Linked DNA regions of Gossypium hirsutum: all the other regions are linked to region 2. The links are chromatin contacts, called in public Hi-C maps. All regions are on one chromosome and are shown on one strand. The core of a region is the stretch at or near the end of the contact, and the rest is flanking DNA. Distances in the headings are between cores, read along the strand shown. Region 1 has its middle 11 kb from the start of LOC107918217. Region 2 has its middle 27 kb from the start of LOC121206650. Region 3 holds the start of LOC107918216.

Region 1 (3,442 bases), core at 355-2,854, 130 kb before region 2:
TCGAAGTGAATCGAGTCTAAATAAATAACAAACTTAAAATTTTTTTTGAACCAAATTTGATATCTTTTAAGTTTTTTTTAATACCATTCCTATACTACATATAAATCCTTTAACCCTAAAATAGAAGAATATATATTTAAGTATACTCAAACCCACATCTTCTTTATTGTTGCAACAATAAGAATTTCAATTAAATTAGGGCAATACAACAATAAATTATAAAGATATTAACTAATGTAACAATAAAATTATATTTTAATTCTTATAAATATTTATAATTTAATTCCGAACGGAATTCTAACTTTTCCATGGTATTCTTATAATTAAGAAAAAAGAAAAGAAAAAGGGAACAGCAACCTTATTATGAACAACCTTAAGCAGGAAGAAGGAACATGTGTTTCTATTCTTGCATTCTGTGTGTTAGTAGTACAATATTGTAGCAAACTACTGTGGAAATAGTTGGTCAACAAAATTCAGGATTAGCACTGCCTCAGCTGATCATGCACAACTTGTGCCTTAAGACTTGATTTTTTTGTTCTTTGTTTTTCTTTTGTTCAATGGTTAATTCAGTTGACCGCCTTTCTTATTTATCCAAATCCCCCAAGTTACTTTCAAACAGATCCGATGGAGTAATTATGCGGCTGCCCTCCCTTCCTACTTTTTTAAAATATTAATATTTTTTTCAGGAAATAAAAACACACGTTTTGGTTGGTTCATGCATGATGGCCGCATCGCGGGGGATATGCTGCCAACTTGTTTAACCAAATTATTAATACTAAATACCATTTTATTTGCCTTTCATTATATCAATACATAAATCATCCCCCAATCGAAATGTACTTGTAAGAAGATAAAATTAAAATGTTGAACACCGTTTTGTATCTTAGGAGTTTTAATCCCTCATATAACATTTTAGTTTTTCTTATATAATTAAAAAAATTTATCAAACGTCGTATGTTAACATGATAGTTAGAATATTCATCATACTAAATATAATCTAAATTAGTTTTTCTAATCACGTTGTTATTAAAATTTTATTTTCCTCTAATAATTTACCAAAAATATTTTATTTATATAAGCAAATTGTTAAGTTAAATAGATAAATTACATATAAAATGGTAAAAAAAAAATACTAGTTAAAAAGAAATCTTCCTTCAACAAAAAAAGAAAATATAATAACGGCGTGGACCGACGAATAGGTTGACATGAATAATCAAATGTCAGTTATGGGTGGCCCACATGAGGGAGACTACTCGACAAAAACGGCCCCGCCGTCAGCGTCAGACGGCCTCGCACTCCATCCGTAACGCCGTTAAATGAGATGTATCAATCTCCGTCGTGTTAGTAACGGTCCTTTTGGCTTGTAAAGTTGTAATTCTAAAGATAGATAGAGGGCACTATTTTTCTTTTCTTTTTTCTAAATAAAAAAAAGAAGAAAATTTACTTGGCTTAGCTCTGAAATCTGAATACTGTAGTTTTACAGAGGAAAAAAATAAAGGGGAGGGGTCTTTGAACAGAACACTGACAATAGCATGGCACAACGTGGTTCTTACACGTGTGAAAACAACATGTTGATGGGGGAATCAGTACTTGGTCTACTATTCCTGCTTGGTGGGCCCCACCTACCATGTGATCCTTACACGTGTTAAGATTCCACCCTGGAGTGGGGTTCATCCTTGCTGGAGGCCCTTCAATTCCTTTCATTGTCCGGAGGAGGTTCGCCGACGTCAGTTGCACTGACACCTGTTTTCCCATTATTTTTTATAATTAAAATCAAAATTGCCTTTTCCTTTTAACTTTATATTTTACTGGGTAAAATTTTTATTTAAAAAATATTTTCGATTTCAGGCAAAAAAACTGACGTCCAAGAAATAAAACTTTGGTGAAGCTAATTTTGTGTTTGGTGTTTAAGTAAGAATCAAAACAGAAAACGGCACCCAAATAGTAAAAAGCCGTCTGCGAGTAAGACCTTAATATTGAGAAATAAATTATTAAGGGATTCGATTTTCTTAGCCAACTTATAGGTGTAGCCTTCCACGATCTTCCCAGCTTTCCTTAATCTTAATTATACATAAATTAATCTGTGTAACCCAATTGTTTAAACCTAACTTAACATCAATAATTTATATTTATATACATATGTGTCATGATATAAAAACTTTAGCTGTCAATCTCGTTGCATGATGTGTGTTTTTGAGTAAACTATTAGATGATGATTGTATTACAATTTAATTAGTTGTATAATAATTATCTTGATTAATTATTTTAAGTTTTTTTAATTTACAAATTGTGTATTTACTGTGTAAGTTTTTGTTTTGGTCACTTAATTAAATAATTATAATTTGGTTATCAAATTATTCAAAATTTTTTTATTTAAGTAATTGAGTTGTTGTGTTTTGCAACAAGCTTTGAGTGACGGTTCAATGATCGATATGGAGGATCAGTATCCATCGGTGACTAGAAAAATATAACTTAGATTTAAGTTGATCTGATGATTAGTATCTAAGATCAGAAATCAGAGAAAAAAATATTTAAAATTTTTAATAGTAAATTCATCACACTTTAAGTTTTTTTTTTATAAAAGATTGAATTGTAAAATTGATATATATAGCATACAAATGCATAATTTTGAACAACTTCTACGAAGAGTTTTGACTTTAGCACGGGACATATTCAATGAAATCTCATTCCTTCTTTCTCCCCATTAAACATTTATTTAATTTTGGCAAATTAATTCTGATTTTAAAAGTTGAAAAAGTATTAAATACTAGGTTTGAAAATTTTAGCTAATGTGATATAAAATTAAATTTATTTTTATTTAATTTATAATTAATTTATAATATTTTTATAATATAAATAAATTATATAAAAAGAGTAAAAATAGTTTAAAAAACTATATAAATACTTTTAAAAAGAATTTAAAAATTGATAACCGAGCTAATGAAATTTAATTTGGTTTAATTTTTCTAAAGAAAATCCTAAAGAAAAGGTCTTGCGTAGTTGAAGTTTCATGTTCAACTTTCATTGTATGTAGGTCGTTTCTAGATTTATTCTAATTCAAGTTCTATCATTTGTGGATGTGGATTATGTTTATATGTATTTTGATTCTTGGTTCAATTTTCATTGTAATAATTGATTATGCTTATAGTTATTTAGGTTGCATTAATTGTATTTGTAATTGTAACTTCCTCTTTTAAATTTGAAATATAAATATTTAATTATTTTAATAGATTATTTTTTTTAAAATAACGTTATAAATTAAATAAAAAAATATCTAACACATGTGTATAGATAAAAGTTTTTGAAATTATTGGAATTTAAAGAGTTTTTGGTATGAAATCTTATGTGCTGGTTTGATGGCTAAAGTGTTTACTGCTTCAAATGTTACTTTGGTTTAAGTCGCGTTACAGTTAGAGCTTTGCCATCCTCTTTTAATTCACTA
Region 2 (3,528 bases), core at 238-2,737:
TCGTGGAATTAAAAAATGAAGTTGTAATGAATCTGAATTTAACATAATATTTTTAATATATGCAAAAACAATGTAAAATATAAAATTATAGATAAAAATAAACTCAATTAAACAATGAAAATATAAGAAAATCTCAAATGTATGTTCATTTAATTGAAAACAACTTTTATGAAATATTTTTAAGAAATCTACCGAAGAACAGAAAATATGATTCCTCCAAACATCAGAAAGTATTAGCTTTTCCAAAAAAATAAATTATTTTCCGAAAGTCATTTTTAGTGAAATAAACGGAGCCTAATGTTTTAGACTCTTTTCAACCTTGAACCCTAGGCAATTACACCTCCAAACATCCCCTAGGATCAAGCCTGCGCTTAGTGTTACCTGTACTAAGCATGGTAGTTTTCCGCCCTCCATCTGTTGCTAATCTCTTCACAAAGCTTTTTATCAACTCTGAATATTTATAATCATTCTCATATTGCCCGCTTAAATCTATGTTATATCTTAACAAATTATATTTCTGTTCATCTTCTCTAATCTCTAAACAGCCTTTTCATATCAATTCTTGCATCATTTTATTCACAATAATGATGTGCTAAAAATACAATTACTCTTAAGGTCCCTTCTATAGTTACCAATTCTTGCATTAGCTTAATAATTGTTTGTCGTTGATCTTCTGTCCTAATTTATTTAGGGCTTCAAGATAATTGAACCATTTTTTCTTAACAAATATAAAAATATATAACGAACAACATATTTTAAATGGCTAACATTTAATGATTTTTTATTTGATATGACTATATTAAATACTTTAGAAATAACCTTTTTTTTTCTCGTATATATATATATATATAATAGCAAAATAAGTGTTTGCTACCGTGTACAGGTTACCAACTTTAAAGTTGGCACCTTAAGGTCTAACTTCCACTCATTTTTTTCCACATTGAAAGTCGTATGCTAGAGCTAACGACATTCACTTATTCTCTCAATGAACATATCAAAAGATGTAATAATATCAAAAGTGATCCCTTAATGTTTATCAAATCCATCACATTCGATTGCTCACTTGTCTGGTCCCTAACAATTTTACCCTGCTAAAACTCTTCCTCGCAATCTCCTTTAAGATTCCCAAGTCAAACAGACGATGTCAATTGCTCTCATTTTCATTGCTTTCTACACCTTTACAGGAACCGCTACCACCAGCCACCCATACATTTTATGTTGTAATAAAATCATTGGATAGGATCATGACTGATGTGGTAAGAAGAGCTTAACTAATAATTTCTCTTAAAACCAATAAATAAATAAGTAATGAAAATCAATTAATTTAATGTTGGAGTTTGAAAAATAAAATTTTAAATAAGGAATATGAAAATGAATTAAACAAGATTGTGGGGTGGAGTGAATTATAGCGGAGTTGAAGCATGAAAGTTAGGGGCCCGTTTGAACAGGTGCAGAGTGTACGTCGGTGTAGTCGCAGAGGTGCTGGGTGGAGAGTGGAAGCCACGCCTCAACATGATTCGAACCTGTCTCACTAAACAAAGGGTGGTCCACTCTGCTCCCCACTCTCCATCCTCATCCCATCATTTTACCTACATACACCACTACCTCTCTCTCTCTCTGCATTTCATATTAGAGGTCACCAAGCCAACAGTGTACGATCGTTCATGGATGATTGATTTGAATGAATTTCAGATTTTTAGTATATATTGATATTGTGATTTTATGGTAGTAGTTCATATTCTAAAAAAGAAAAATAGTGGTACAAGGATACATCACTCGTCTCGGGTTGAGGGCTTGGATCACAGAAATTGCCCGTGATCAATTTTTAAAATAATATTGAAAGATCTAAAACTGATGCAGTATAATATTATAATAAACAAGATTTATACGCATGTCAATACAATATAAGGAGTGGACTACTTTTGATGCAGGGCAATAGAAAGGGCCGGCTGCCCCTATATGTTTCCAGTTTTTGTTTATTTATCCCCAAAATCACCCACGTGTCCTTGCATGTGACTTTGGGAAAAACACTTGCCTACCTATACCATTATAAAATACATACCTCCAACAAAAATGATGCATATAGTTTTAGCTACCTACGGAGGAGGGGTGGCAAAACAAAAGCAAAAGGCATCGGAGGTTGGAAATAATGAATGTAAAATTCCAGAAGGGATCTTTGCTAGTTGATGAAATTATTATTATGATTAAAAAGAAAAGAAAACATGGCGCATCATATGGAGATTGGAAGTTCCCAAAAATATGTAGTGAAGTGGGTGTTGGCACTGCCAAAATCTCCCACTTATATAATTCCTCACTCATTTCTACTTTTAATTTCTCATCTCTATAACTTTATTCTGAAATTGCATTTACTTGTATCAATGGGTTTTAATACATCAACATGAGTATATATATTAAAATATCCTCTCTTTTTAATGCATTTTTCATCTATTTGCAGTACAACATTAAATGAATATTAATGTGTTTAAATAATAATAATAGTAAACATATGATAATTGAGTTAGCGATCACTTGAGAAAAAAAAGAAACAAACATGAAATAAAACCTATTGAAAAAGCAAAATTGAATATATTTAAAAACGTTTAAACCTTATTTAAACTTTGCTTAGATTTTAAGAATACAATTTTCTGCGGTACATTCAAAATTACTTTTACAATCTGCTATGCATAAATTTTAATTTTTTTTTGATGGATGAATTGTGATAAATATAGTACAACTATAATTATAAATTAATATAAAAATATTGAATGAATAATAGAAAAGAATTAAACAAAAAGGAAAAAAAAAACAAACGAAGACATGTATGCAGTTGAATATTAAAAAAAAACCACATATGGCGTAAAATATTAAAAAAAACCCAATACTTTAGTATAATTAACAAATTGGCGTAAGATTAAGTGGTAAATCGTATTTTGCCTAACTTGGCCCACGGTGGGTATAACCGTAGAGCACGAGTTTTATAAGAAATAAATCTTAGGGCTCTCGGATTCCCTTAGCCTATATAAACATATGGAATTCACTAATTCAACATAAATAATTCTAAAGATGTACTTATCCTATTAGGATAACATCTAATTACTTCTTTCGCTCAAATATAATATACATTTCAACTCAGTCTACCGTCAAGGATTTCATTAAAATAAAGTCGTCTTGAATTTCTTTTAATTAAATTGGAATTTAATATTTTTAATAACTTAATCTTTTAAATATTCATAATGAAATTTACTAGATAAGATTTTTCCTATAAAACACTGTGAAAATTGATGAGTAGATATTAATTATTAGAGAATAAATTTATTTATTTATTTATTTATTTTATTCTATTTCATTTAAGATTATATTATTTTTTATTAAATAATTTAATTATAATTTATATTTAATTTTAAATAATACACCAAACATATTTTATAACTTAAATTCAAAATTTATTTTTTTGGTATTTAATTTTTCAGTCTATCAAACATATAGTTTACATTAAATTATAGATTTAATCTCTAAATATTTTTATTT
Region 3 (3,227 bases), core at 409-2,908, 190 kb before region 2:
GAATGCTTGGGCACATTGTTCTTTGACGATGTTGGTCGCGTTTGGAGGAAGCTCTTTGAAATTGGTTTCTGACCAATTCATCTATATTCAGCCACCTTGAAACTTGTTTAGGACCTTCCCCAAAAATGCCTCACAAAGGTCCTCTTTAACGGGAATGATCGCTGACCTCGTGATGATTGACCTATCCACCGATAAATCGAGTTACAAAGCTATGTCCTCGAGTGTGATTGTACACTCGCCGCATAAAAGATGGAAAGCGTGTGTCTTGAGCCTCCATCTTTCCACCAACGCGCTGATGAGCGTAGGATCAAGTTTGCAGCCCCTGAGCATACGAGATGCATGCAAGAATCTCGTGTTTTGCAAGTAACCATAAATTTTGGTGATTGGTCCTTTTGACAAATTGTGTATAAACCCCTCCAAAACACGATCATTCGCCTATTTATATCGACAAAAAAATATTTTAAAATATTTTAAAAAATAAGAAACTTTAAATTTAACTTAATTGAAAATAAAAAAATTTAAAATTTCGTCTTACCATTATTGCTTGAGCGACGAAAATGTACTTTTCTTCGAAACGAATCAGAAATGTTGTCATTCTTGAAAATTTAATCAAATGAATAAAATATGAAATCATTAAAAAATAATATTTTTAAACAAGCGTATCGGAAAATTTAGAACAAAACTTGAGAAAATTGAGAGAATTAAGAGCCTGTTTAGTAGTGCTTAAAAAAAGCACTTCTAGCTCTAAAAGCACTTTTGTAGAAAAGTTGTGCTAAACAAACTGTTTTTGACTGAATTTTTTGGCTTTTCAGGAGAAGTTAAAATTTTTAGCTTTTCCTTTCCCAAAAGCAATTTTGGTGCTTAAATACTTTTTCACCCCTCTAATAACATAGTACTTTCCCTTTTTTTCCTTCTTAGTGCTTAATTACAAATGTGTTAAAATCATTAATTAAAAATAAAAAATATTTTTTAAAATATTAATTACAAATATTTAATGATTATACTTAAATATTCAAAATATAATTTATATATTTAATTAAATTTTATAAATAATTAATATTTATTGCTTAAAAATATTTAAAATTTATATTTCATATATTAAAATATTAACAGCAAATTATAATAAATTTTATATTCTTACAAAAATATAATAATGTTAAATTAATTTAAACATTATTTAAATACATATTTGTTACTTGATAATAACATGTCTAAAATGGACATTTTATTTCTCAAAAGTATTTTTTGACAGTAATGCTAAATACTCAAAATTTAAACTAAACTTTTCAAAAGTACTTTTCCATAACATTTTTCAAAAGTATTGCTAAACTAGCCCTAATAAAGTTGAAAGAATTGAGAGAGTTAGATTTGAGTGAAAAAAATTAAAATTGTATAGTATTTGTAGAAAAAAATGACCGTTGGAGCACTTTAAATCTTTTTACCATTGCCAGCCAACGTTTAAAAAATCGTTAGAATTGACTTTTGACGAACGAGTTTTTTATATAATTAATAAGAAAACACATTTAACTAAGCGTGTTTTCCCTTTCTCTTTTAAAGAACGACCTATTTCCTTAAGTTAGAAAAAATACCTAAAAAGGCAAATAAAACAAATTGACATATATGACTAATGGAAAAATCTTCAAAGAAACTTTATTTATAAAAATAAAACAAATTGAATATTATTGTTGTAGAAAGAAAGAGGAGGGGAATATGGCGGTCGCGAATGAATAGGTGGCTTGGTGGACAAGGAGGGATGAACGCGTAAATATGCCCAAATGCTAACTCTACACGGAAACAACAACTTCCGTATATATATACATTGCAACCCTACGGCAGAAGAGAAAGAAAGAAACCCTTTTCCTGCCTCCCCTCTATAAGGCTAATATACCACCTCAACCTGAATTACTCTAATCCTTTTCCTTGTTTTGTTCCTCTATTAAATACCCCCAAACGCTTCCCACACCTTCTACCTACAATCACTAAAATTCCTCTCCTTTTTTCGTCGAAATCTGCGTCCCAGAACTTCTTTTTTCTGGCTCTTTTCCCCTTTTTGTTGGAATCAAACCATTGATCTTTTGGTATTTTTGTGAATGGTGGAAACAATTTGGAGCTGTAGTATATTGATGCTCTCCCCTTGCAAATCGAGGGCGAGCACTCTCCTTCCTCTTTCTGCTGCTTCTGCTTTCGCATTCGGTTCTTGCAAAGAAGGCTGGTACTACCGCTGCCTTGGCCTTGACCCATAAACAACCCCACCTCAATACCTCTATTCCTTTCCACCAATAACCCAGATTTGTTTTTTTTTTGTTATACGCCCCACAAAATAACAAAACAAACCCATTGTTTCTCTTTTCGCGGTTGTTGGTGAATTGTTCATTCATCTGTTTTTGGTTTTGATTCCTTTTCATTTTGAATTTTGAACAAAAAAAATTTGAAAGAATGTTGCTTTACAAGCAGAAGAAGAACCAGGGTCCCAAGGGCAACAGGCTCCTGATTAGCGTCACTGTTCTCGGAAGTGCTGGGCCGATCCGTTTTGTTGTTAACGAGGAAGAGCTCGTTGCTGCCGTCATTGATACTGCTTTGAAATCCTACGCTCGTGAGGGTCGGCTTCCCGTTCTCGGATCCAATCTTAATGATTTCCTCCTTTATTGCCCCAGTGCTGGATCAGATGGTATGTCGGTTTTCATTTCAATCTTTAAAGATTAAAAAATTTCCAGGATTTGCTTATTTGATGTTAAATGGTGTTTTATTTGGGAAAAATTAGTAGTATTCATGATTTTGGGTGTTTGGTATGTTTTTTCATTGCAGCACTAAGTCCATGGGAGACAATTGGATCACAAGGGGCAAGGAATTTCATGCTGTGCAAGAAGCCAAGGACTGAGAAAGTGAAAGACGACGGGAAGGCAGCTGAATCAATTAATAGGAAGGCAAGTGGGAATTGGAAGGCATGGTTTAATAAATCCCTCAATCTCAAGATTTCCTCCCATTAATTAAACAATTCCCAACCCTTTATGATCCTTTATTTCTTGGGTTAGCTTTACTTATAAATAAAGCCTTGGAAGTTAGTCTATTATCATTGATGGCCATGGTAGAGTATTGCTTATGTTTTTCACCTTATTTCTCATTTAGGTGAGAAAAGACCTGCAGGAATAAATTTGAACTTGTTTTTCAGTATTTTGCCTTATGCAATAAGAATGAAGAGAACATTCATGGTGTGCTTGATTTTCCAT

What was found. Hi-C and Micro-C count contacts between places; a contact is called where the count stands out from the background.
Region 1: a contact with region 2 is called in a Hi-C map of hypocotyl, with 4 times the contacts expected there. The contact joins two enhancer-like sites. A contact is called at or near these places in 4 of 34 Hi-C or Micro-C datasets (callus, hypocotyl and leaf).
Region 3: a contact with region 2 is called in a Hi-C map of leaf, with 3 times the contacts expected there. The contact joins the promoter of LOC107918216 here to the enhancer-like site in region 2. A contact is called at or near these places in 15 of 34 Hi-C or Micro-C datasets (anther, callus, fibers and 3 more).

What each region holds. Positions count from the first base shown.
Region 1 is chrA01:89,937,352-89,940,793 of Gossypium_hirsutum_v2.1, forward strand. No RefSeq gene overlaps it. Among protein-coding and RNA genes, the nearest start is that of LOC107918217, 11 kb to the left of the region's middle. Within about 2 kb of position 1,605, at least 4 of the 9 cell types and tissues checked have an H3K27ac peak or open chromatin away from gene starts, as enhancers often do. A contact at or near this core is called in hypocotyl and leaf, where this site is marked.
Region 2 is chrA01:90,066,089-90,069,616 of Gossypium_hirsutum_v2.1, forward strand. No RefSeq gene overlaps it. Among protein-coding and RNA genes, the nearest start is that of LOC121206650, 27 kb to the right of the region's middle. Within about 2 kb of position 1,488, at least 3 of the 9 cell types and tissues checked have an H3K27ac peak or open chromatin away from gene starts, as enhancers often do. A contact at or near this core is called in hypocotyl and leaf, where this site is marked.
Region 3 is chrA01:89,872,456-89,875,682 of Gossypium_hirsutum_v2.1, forward strand. LOC107918216 reads left to right here and starts at 1,659. Exons shown (of 2, transcript XM_016847756.2): 1 at 1,659-2,668; 2 at 2,806-3,226. The coding sequence starts at 2,437. The coding sequence ends at 2,987.